Linked DNA regions of Mus musculus: region 1 is linked to region 2. The links are chromatin contacts, called in public promoter capture Hi-C maps. All regions are on one chromosome and are shown on one strand. The core of a region is the stretch at or near the end of the contact, and the rest is flanking DNA. Distances in the headings are between cores, read along the strand shown. Region 1 holds the start of Mki67 (antigen identified by monoclonal antibody Ki 67). Region 2 holds the start of Zranb1 (zinc finger, RAN-binding domain containing 1).

The links. Promoter capture Hi-C pulls out the DNA fragments that hold promoters and counts their contacts.
Region 1: a promoter capture Hi-C map of pre-B cells shows a contact between it and region 2. The contact joins the promoter of Mki67 here to the promoter of Zranb1 in region 2. A contact is called at or near these places in 1 of 39 promoter capture datasets (pre-B cells) and 1 of 115 datasets of contacts at active chromatin or transcription factors (embryonic forebrain).

Annotation. Positions count from the first base shown.
Region 1 is chr7:135,713,872-135,719,011 of GRCm38.p6, reverse strand. Mki67 (antigen identified by monoclonal antibody Ki 67) reads left to right here and starts at 2,633. Exons shown (of 14, transcript NM_001081117.2): 1 at 2,633-2,964; 2 at 4,973-5,051; 3 at 5,140. The coding sequence starts at 2,873.
Region 2 is chr7:132,928,386-132,933,568 of GRCm38.p6, reverse strand. It overlaps Zranb1 (zinc finger, RAN-binding domain containing 1), which reads right to left and starts at 2,393. Exons shown (of 10, transcript NM_207302.3): 1 at 2,024-2,393. It overlaps 1500002F19Rik (a long non-coding RNA gene), which reads left to right. Exons shown (of 2, transcript XR_003946678.1): 1 at 1-2,561.

The sequences.
Region 1 (5,140 bases), core at 1,384-3,883, 2.8 Mb before region 2:
GACCACGACCCCTCCTCCATGTTACTTTCACAGTAAAATCTTTTGTCTGTGTTGGGAAGAGGAACTAAAGGGACCCCAGTGGCAGAGGTAGGGCTTCACATCCCCATGGGCTGGTGCAGGTGACTGCAGTGTTGGGCAAACAGAGCCTAGCAGTGCTGTAGGCAGCACAGGTGGTTCTCTTTGCCCTCCAGGCCCGCTTTCTTTGGTAATGTTGCTGAAAATGACATCCTGAAACTTCAGGATGAGCCAAAGTGAAGCAAAGCTAAGGAGTTAAAGGTTAGTGAGAACGCATGCTTTAACGTGAGGAACGGGAAGAGAGTAGGGGGTGTTTTTATAATGCTTAGGTAGCTTTATATGGGTGGGGGCTTCAATGACATGGACCCGATAGGCTCATATATTTGAAATGGTTCCCAGTTGGTCGAGCTGTTGGGGAAGGATTAGGAGCTGTAGCTCTCTGTTGGAGGAAGTACATCACTGGGGGTGGGCTTTGAGGTTTGAATTATCCACTCCATCCTGAGTGTGTCTCTCTTTCTCTCTCTCTCTCTTTCTCTCTCTCCCCCCTCCCTCCCTCCCTCTCTCCCCTCCCCTCCCTCTCCCTCTCTCCCCTCTCCCTCTCTCCCCTCCCCCTCCCTCTCTCCCCTACCCTTACCCCCCCCTCCCCGTTCTATGTGTCTTGCACTTGTGGATCAGATGTAAGCTCTCAGCTCTTCAGGGCCATGCCTAGCTACCTGCCTGCATGTTCCCCACTATGATAGTCATAGACTCTAACCCTCTGGAACTATGAGCCCCAAGTTAAATGTTTTTTTGTTTTGTTTTGGTTTGTTTTTTTAATTTTTTAAAATAAGTTGCCTTGGTCATGGTGTTTTCTCATGACAACGGAAAAGTAATGAAGACACTGTGGCTCTTAAAGTTACGTTCCTCAAGGCTATAATTTAAAACAAAGCATAAAGTGTAAATTTTAAGCACATTTTAAAAAACAATTAAAAATATATGAACGGAGGGCTGAAGAGATGGCATAGGGGTTATGAGGCCTCGCTGCTCTTGGAGAAAACCTAGGTCAGGCCTCATTAGCTACTTCAGGAGGCTCACAACTGCCCGCAACTCTAGTCCTGTGAGATCCAATGCTATCTACTGATATACAGAGGTACCTGTACTCATATCCACATGGTCAGACACAGACACACACATTTATATACATATTCATGATAAAGTAACAACTATATATGTGTGTGTGTATGTGTGTATGAACTGATCTGCTTTTTAAATCTCTCTCTCTCTATCTATCTATTGCTTAGGTTTCAGGATGAGAAGGCAATGCCCAAGGCCTAAAGTAGAGCTTGGATCCTGGCAGCCCTAACAAGGCAGGCTGGACCACCCATCCTCAGTAGGCTAATTAAAGAGGAGGCAACAGTGAGAAGCACAGAAAGGGGGTGTATTCATGTGGCCCCATTGTGAATAGGAGCAAAGGGGCCCAATGGCACCCTAAATATATTTTTGAAGTCCTGACCAGAGGTTTAGGTTTAGAGGCCAAGAGGTATGCTATAACTAATCAGCCTGGGTTAGGGTGGTATAACACACTCGTTCCCCAGAGTGAAATTTCATGGCTTCATACTTCAGGCTTGTCCTTGAGACCTTGAGGAGAGGGTAGACATTGGTTCTATTGCCCCAGAAGCGGAATTTTTACAACACCCTACTGGAAGAACACTGATCCAGGAACAGGAGGAGGGAGCATGAAAAAAGAGGACAGGAAAACATAGGTACTCTATATTCATCTGACTGGCACCTGGCCTCAGATAACCCCAACTGGTGCCCCAGGAGCCCTATTTTAGGATTTGCAGGTGCAGTCTTGCACAGGTTATTTTAATCGGCATTTCCCCCTGAAACAGCAAAGCATTGCAAACTTAACCGTGCCGCAGCAATAACTCTTAAGTTATGGTTTCGGAAAAACCGTGCCACTGCCTCAGTGTTCATTAAGCAGGGAGACTGTAGAATGAATTATAATGATGTCCCCCAGTTTTTAAAGGACAGTTTGAGGGATACTGAAAAGGCAGGAGAAACAACCTTAGGTTGCGTATGAGGTGTTGCAGAAACGGCAGAGGAAGGGTATAAATTTTAAAAATAGAAAGCTTCTAGCGTTGAGCAAGATGCGGCGTTGTCGGTGTTTGATTTCTGGAGAGGGAGCCTACAGGTAGCTTCCTACAGGTCGCCACGCTAGTTTTGCTGACACTGAAAAAGCTGGGACCCTCTACCCTGCCTATTAGAGCAGCAGTGGCCCGCCCACCAGCCCCACCCTGCCCGCCTTCCGGAGCTTATCTCCGCTCGGGTTCCGCTTCTCCAGCCAGCTTCTGGCCCGGCCCCGCCTACCGGCCTGGCCCCTCCCACCTTCCGGCTCCACCCCCCCCCCCCCCCCCAGGCTCGCAGCCTGGCCCCACCTCTGGACTTCCCCAATCCTCTGTCGCCCTCGCCATTGGTCTCTGGCTGGCCGCCTGGCCCAATCGCAGCACTTAGCGCCAGAATTTGAACCGCCGTTTTGGTTTGAATCGGGCGGGCTGCGGCGGGCGAGCCTTGGCGCGGAACCGCCTAGGCGGACAGTCGGGGCTGGACGGGGCGGCGGGTGGCGGGTGGCGGGCACTTGGGACGCGGGCGGCGGGAGTGCGGGTCTGGTCGGGGCGGAGCGAAGGCCGCGGGTGGCCGTGGTCGGTCCTCCGCGGCTAAGGAGCCGAGGGCTCCGACGCGGGCTGCGCCCGGTGAGCGGCGGCCAGAGCTAACTTGCGCTGACTGGACCAGCTGAGGAGCGGCCCGGCGGGGCGACTGCGAGCTTCACCGAGAGGCTTCTCCGCCCTGGTCCGCAGTCCCGACGGCCGGGCGGACCATGGCGTCCTCGGCTCACCTGGTCACCATCAAGCGGAGCGGCGATGACGGCGCACACTTCCCGCTGAGCCTCAGCTCCTGCCTGTTTGGAAGGTGAGTGCGCGCCGGGGCTGAGGTGACCCGGGGCGGCGACCCCGCGGCCCAACCCCCCTCTGCGTTTGACAGGGTTGTCCCTGTGGCTTGTTCGGAAGTCACGCTCATGCATTGGGAGCTTCCAAATGGAATCGGGATTTTACACTCGGTAGACGCGAGGCTGACGTCGGTGTCCCGCAACTTCCGCACTGTCGTTCTCAGGCAGCCGGCTGTGGCTCTGGATGTTTCGGGAAACATCAGATAGGAGAACCCTGCTCGGGTGCTCTGGGAGAGTCCCCTCTCACCCTCCCCCGTCGGTCGGATGGCAATCTTCCCTGAGGCCTTCCAGGCAGTGGCTGGTGTTGCCACTTCTGCAAACGTTGACCCTTATGGCTTTCTGCCGCGTTTGAAATGTTACTTGAGAGGATGCTTTTAAGAAAACTCGTCTTTCCTAACACCATGCAGATTGGTGACTAGGTTTTAGATTGTTTTGTTTGTCTCCCAGTAGATTAAATTCCAAGACAAGGTCTGCCTTGTTAATGGTTACATCTCTAGGGTCCCATATGGCGACTGACACTTAAGATCAATCAGTGTGTGGCACAGGATGAGTGGTAGGAAGATGGCGATCTGGCAAGAATGGTAGTTCTCAGACATTTGACAAAGTCTGGTGACAGATTTTCATGTCACCCTGGGAGAGGTGCCTGCCGTTAGTTAGTACTGCTGAGTAAGGACAGAGACATGGTGTATTTGACAGTCGAGGAAGTATCTGGTCCAGAATGTCTGTGGTCTTTTGTATCTAGTATGGATTGTGGTGATCTTTTTGCTCCGTAAAACGGGGTTCGAACATATGGTCTTTCTGCCTGGTGTTTTGAAACCCAAAACCTCTGTTTTCTTGAGAGTAAGAACTTCCTGTCAGAGTAAAGAACTTTCTATAACTTTGTTGTTGTTTAAAAGAAGAGAGTACAAATTCTTGTCACAAGTGTCATTCATTTTGATTATTCTGCAATATTACTTAAATATACTTTTAACAAGTTTAAAAAAATTTAAATCAATTTGCATTTGGTTATGTGGTATTTATTGTAAGAGGTATGCTTAGACTCCAGAGGTTCATAGGAAAGCAGACAGTATATAGAGTATAGTCTGGCTTTTAAAGTTCACGATGGAGCTACCAGCGAAAGTCCTGGTTTGTGGCTGGATTAGAATTGTCCCTTCTGTGCTGTGCCACCACAATGCTAGCTTTCCAGAAAGACATTCTAATCTAGATACTGATTGTGGATTAGTGTTTGTGTTGTGAAGACATCTGAGTCTGTCAACTCGGTGTCGTTCTAAAATGACTCGCATAGATTAGCTGTGTGCCCCATACCCAAGTGATATATACAACTATAGCTGAATAGCAACATGGGTGCTGGTATAGATCTTTTGTGTATGAAGAAACTGAGGCATTGATTAGCCACAGCACATTTTATGCTAGTAGTCTTCTGTGTCCTTAAACACCCATATTGTTATAAACACATTACAAAGGTCTTCTAAGCTGGGTAGTGGTGGCACCCGCCTTTAGTCCCAGCATTTGGGAGGCAGAGGCAGGTGAATTTCAGAGTTGGAGGACAGCCTGGTCTACAAAGTGAGTTCCAGAACAACAGGGCTACACAGAGAAACCCTGTCTTGAAAAAAAAATCAAAAAGCCAACCAACCAAACAACCAACCAAACAAAAAAACCCAAAGTTCTCCTAAACTGACAGAAAGTTCTCTTTTATTTGTGTCTTGTAATTATAACTACTTACATGAAAAGTAATTGTGTGTGCTAGTATTTTCTAATATAATTATTCTGAAGTACTAGAAGTCTCCATCTTTTATGGTTTCATAGGCAGTACTTGTGAACATTGCCCTGCCCCTCATATCTTGTCAGTCCTTGTGTCGTTACACTTATAATATAAACATACTAGTCAAATTCTGCTAATATTTTGAAAACTTGAGGGTTTCTTTTTTTTTGTTGCATACCCTCATAAATCCCTTACTTTTTTGTATTAAGGAGTATTGAATGTGACATTCGTATCCAGCTGCCTGTAGTGTCAAAAAGACATTGCAAAATTGAAGTCAAAGAGCAAGAGGTAAGTTGGCTTTGGAAATCAACTCTTAAAGCTTTTGAAGGTGACTTGAAGCAAGTCCTTAGTGTTTGCCTCTCCTCTCTCCTCGTAGG
Region 2 (5,183 bases), core at 1,144-3,643:
AAACCACAATGGCCTTGAACTCAGAGATCCTTCTGAGTGCTGAGAATAATGGTATGCACCACCACTGCGCCTCAGAGGTGCTAGTGTATTTAAATACAGAAAATATACCCAAGGTATAATGAGGACATGAAAATTCCAAATAAACCACCACAAACTGGAAGAAAAAAATGTTCAAACAAGAAGGTATTTCTAGGGAAGAGGGGAAAGCCATAAGCAATGCTCAAATAAAACCAAACCAAGTTATATAAAAAGTTAGCATCCTACTTTTGCAACTACATTTAAGTTTTAACTGATTTTATAAAAGCAATATAAATAAAACTACATGTAATGGCTCTCACTGAATCAATTACACATAAATCAATTTACCTCAAACAATGTACATCTGAATTAATGTTCATACTCAGACTTACTTTAATTGTTTGTTTGTTTATGGTTGGGGGGGGGAAGGTTTTCTCAGTGTAACCCTGTCATGGAACTCACTATGTAGACCAGTATGGCCTAGAACTCAAGAGACCCACCTGCCTCTGCTACCTGAGTGCTAGGGTTAAAAGCATTCACCATTCACCACCTTGCCTGGTTTAATCCTCAGACCTTAAAAGTGATATGCCACAATCCGTATTAGTACATAGTTATGGATCAAGGCCATTAGTTTGAAATATATTACCATGAGTTGTAAGTTCTTCATACAACCTCAAGAGTAAATAAATGGATGCCCCAAGGCTCAACGGCACTAACAAAAGGTTGTTAAAACAGCAACCAGAAAAAACCTCCCATGGCGTTCAAATAACATCCTCCCCCCAAAAAAGTAAAACGTCTCATTACTGCCCTACCTTTTAACCTCTCACAACCCCCCCCCAATGAAAAAGTTACAAAAATTTAATGAGACTATTTTAAGAGCCTCCAAATCAAGAGAGTGGCTTCCAAATATACTTTCGAAATACCTCATTTAATTAAAATAATATTTAACAGGATCCAGCTTTACTTTTCCCAAGCATAGTTCAGTGGACTTTCTAATGGCCTCTGTCACAAAGATCCTCGGGTCTCCCCTGTTTTCTCTATATAAGCCAAGTCACCCATTTTTGATCAACAGAGGTACCATGCATGTAGCAAAAGTTGGTAGGGAGTCGACTGAAAGAGACTGCGGGGTACAGGAGCCACTCATTATATAACACTTCCAAGTATTTGTACATCACGTTTATTAACACCATCACAGGTCAACTATACAGAGACCAAACATTGCAAGCAGTGGAAAGAACTTATAAAAATTGACTTAGTGGGTAACCGAAAGGGGAAATCGAGGGGTTGAGATACAAAATTCTAAGCAAGGTGGTTTCAAAACCAGCGTCTCCAAGATAATGGGCGGGTTCAAACTTCTTGCTTAACGTAAACTGCCTCTCCCCGGCGCTAACAGCAAGTATTACAGCTCTTTTGTCTGTGCAATGACCAGCCAAATTAGAGCAGAAAACCAAAACAAAACAAGAAAACCCACAAGGTAGGTGCACAGAGCGATCGTTACCGGGAGCGGAGTTCCAGCTGCCCATGGCCACCAGACATCAACTTTCACCCTGATTTGCTTTAGGCAACCGGAGGCCAACGTATGAGGGGAGAGAAAGTGGACAAGGGACCAAAACACAAGTTTGGGGACCAGCACCAACTTAGAGCGACAAATCCGGGTGTTTATGGCCTACTAAGAGGTGGGAATAAGACCCACACACTCGGACTCGGGAGGGATCCCAGTTGCCGGAATGAGGCGGGCAGAAGGGCAGCGCCAGCCGCTGACGAAGGCGGCCAACTGAGGTCGGTAAACAAGCCGGGCGGCCACTCTCCCTCATCCTCCGGGTTGTCCCCGCGCTGGGAAGCCCAAGATGGACGCGCGGCCGCGGACAACCCCGGGCCTGCGATGCGCTATCCCGCAACGCTGCCGCCCGGAGGCTCGGCAGCCTGCTCCCCGCGACGCCCCGTCAGGCCGCGGTCGACCCGCGAGGGGCCTGCGGCGCGGCGCCCCCAACCCAGGCCCGGTTACCTGGCGGCCGCGGATCCTCCTCCTCCCCGTCTGACGCGCGGCGCCCGGCGGCCGCGGCGGCGGCGGCGACTCCCGCACGGCCAGCGGCGACGAGCCGAGCCCGGCCCCTCTCCGCCTCCCTCGGCGCCGCCGCCCACCCCGCTGCTGCCGCCTCCGCCCTCCCGCCTCAGTCAGGACATGTTCTCCGCGGGCCCGCGCGCGGCTCCCAGCGGCCCGAGGGGCGGAGAGGCTGCGCGGAGGCGGGGGCCGAGGCTCGGGGACAGGGGCGGAGCGGTCTGGGGACAGCCTCGGGCGCAGAGGACTCCGAATGGCGGCGGTCAGGACCCTAGAGCTAAATAAACCCCGCGGCGGCCGCACAACGTCAGGAACTGGACCTCGCTGCTCACCGTCCTGTGATTGGTCCCGAGGCCTCAGGAGGCGCAGCCAATAGGCGACCGCCTCTTTCCCGGCGCAGGAGCGGGCCGCGGCCGTGACGTCAGCAGCGTGCGTCCTGATTGTGAGGCTACGGCGCGCGCGGTCCCGCGACGCGTCCTCCCGGGTGAGTGTCTTCAAGTCTAAGTGCAGGATGCACTTGGGAGGTGGGAGCCTTCTTCCCCTGGCCGCCGGCCGCTCTTTGCTGCAGAGTCGCCAGCGCTTTGAATCAAGCGTGAGTCACGCATCTGTTTGCTAACTGGGAGACCGCTTGGCCGTTCCTTCGGCGGTTTAAAACAGTTTTTAAAATTTCAATAATTTGACCCAGGCTGTCATTCTGGGGCTCAGGCTGGCCTGGAACTCTTAAACGATATTCCTGCCTCAGCCTCCCCAAGAGCGCTGAGATTACAAGCCTTGCTTACTTGGCATTTTATTTTGTTTTCAGACGAGGTTCTCTTGTAGCCCGATTTATTTCTAACCCCTCTAAATAGCTGAGACTGATCCCGAACTCTTAAACCTCCGGAGTGCTGGACTTACGCCACCACTACTCTTAGCTTCACCTAGCCCTACTTCAAACTTTTTCAAAATGTAAACTGCTTTAAAAGTAATGTGTTAAAGGCCGTAGAAATAGTTCACTGGGTAAAGTTGCCAAGCCTGACAGCCTGAGTTCCATCCCCAGTACCTACAGAGTGGAAGAAGACGACTAACTCCCACAGTTGTTCTCTGGGCTACACACAAAATAAATAAATGTAATTTTTAAAAAGATAGTAATATGGGGGGTCTGGAGAAACGGCCAGCGTGTAAGAGCACTTACTTCGGAGAAGCAAAGTTCTGCTCCCAGCAGCCACTTCAGTGGAAGACAGTCACCTGTAACTCCAGCTCCAGGGGGTTCAGTGCCCTCTTGTGGCCTCTACCAACACCCACACTCACTTGCACAAACACATAATTAAAAATAAAAATAATTAATTAGTATCTTGAAGGAACATTAACAGCAATCTGGGAGGGCATTTAGTAATTGTTTGGATACCTCAGATCCAAAAGGATGACCGTGTTACTTGAAGTTTGATGTTTCCCAAACTTGAGTGGGAATTCACTTTGTGAAGCTGTCTTTGGTGTCTTGAGTTATTTGCATAAAATGGTATAAGACAGCTGTACCATGGCCATCAAAAGAACAGTACTTTGTATAACTTCCCCTCACCAACATCTTTCACAACCAGTGGGGTGCTTCCTCTCCATAGCCATTGCTATGGAGTAGAGGCCTTCAGCAACCCCCACCTGGTCTGAGAACTTATCCATAAATTAAGTTTAAATGGAAACAACAACACAAAACAACACGTTCTCAAGGATATAATTAATTCATTTGTAGGTAGGATCCCACGCTATTATATAAAAACAGTAGTTCAGTTGACCCTTTGGAAACACTTTGTTTAAGCACTTCCTCTTCCTGAATCAAAGCTTTACAGCATGCTGCCTCCAAATAAACACCAATCACACGGTAAGATGTCCAAGTTGTAGTTTATTTTAGTCAGAAAAGGGATAGGACTCAGAGGAAGCTTTTAAATTTGATTTAATAAATGTCTTGTAAAAAAAAAATCTGCACCAAGAAATAAACACAAAGATAAGGAAGACCATCTTAGTGGTAAAAATGATAGCACGGAAAGAGGCTAAGTCAAAATAACCACAATGACAAAATGGGATTGCTAAGTAAATTAAAGTGAAAATCAACTTATAATTGAAAAGGAGAACAAAGGAAAAAAAAAACTGCATTGAAGACAAAAAGACTCTTGAGAGGCATCTAGTAGTTCTCAGACCTGAGGTGATGGATCAGTATATAAAGTGCTTTGAGTTCAGTCCCCTGAATCCATGTAAGAAAGCCAGGTTCATGCTTATAATGACAGTGCCAAAGGAGAAGACAGGAGAACCCCTGAGCTCCATAGCCAGCCAGTTAAGTCTAGCTCCAGACAAGTGAGAGATCCTGCCTTAAAACACAAAAGTGGATGTTCCTGAAGGATGATACATACCCAAGGTATCATTTGCCCTTTTGTCCCCAGGCCTGTATACACACATAGGAACATATACAAAAAGAAAGAAAAGAATGTATTAGTTTTCAACAATGGCAACACATTAGAGTCACTAGTATGGCTTTTTAAACATGGGCTCCACCTAAGAGGAGAATCTGAGCATAGATAAGTCTTAAACACCCTTCAGCTACTCTGAAGTGCAGCCGGGTTTGAAAACTACTGATGGAGTCCTACCCCCAAAGTCTGCACATGGGGACACCGATACCTAGAAATATTAAGTGATTTTAACATGCTAACTAATAGAACAACTGACTTGGTCATAGTTAAGAAACTAATTTAGAGGCCTGAGAGTTCTCCCTGGTGGTAAACATGCCACAAACATGATGACCTAAGTTTGGTTCCTGAGAGTCACATGGTGGAAGAAAAAAACCAAATCCAGTGGGCTGCTCACTTCCAGGCACACACATTTAAAGAATGAAGTACTTGAAGGCACCAACTGTAAGTTTTTAGTATGTTTCTTAGAACCACCATGGTCATGTATAGGGGCAGTTATCATATGTTCTACCTTTTCTGTTAGGTGTTTCCTGAGCTACCTGTGGAAAATACAATCCCATCATGTTTTCCGGTTTGCCATTTTAGGGCTTCTGTTTAGTTCTATAATAGTGGAAAGCAAGGATTGGAGAAGTGGCTCCAGGAGGACTGGACTCCAGTTCCCAGCACCCATGTTA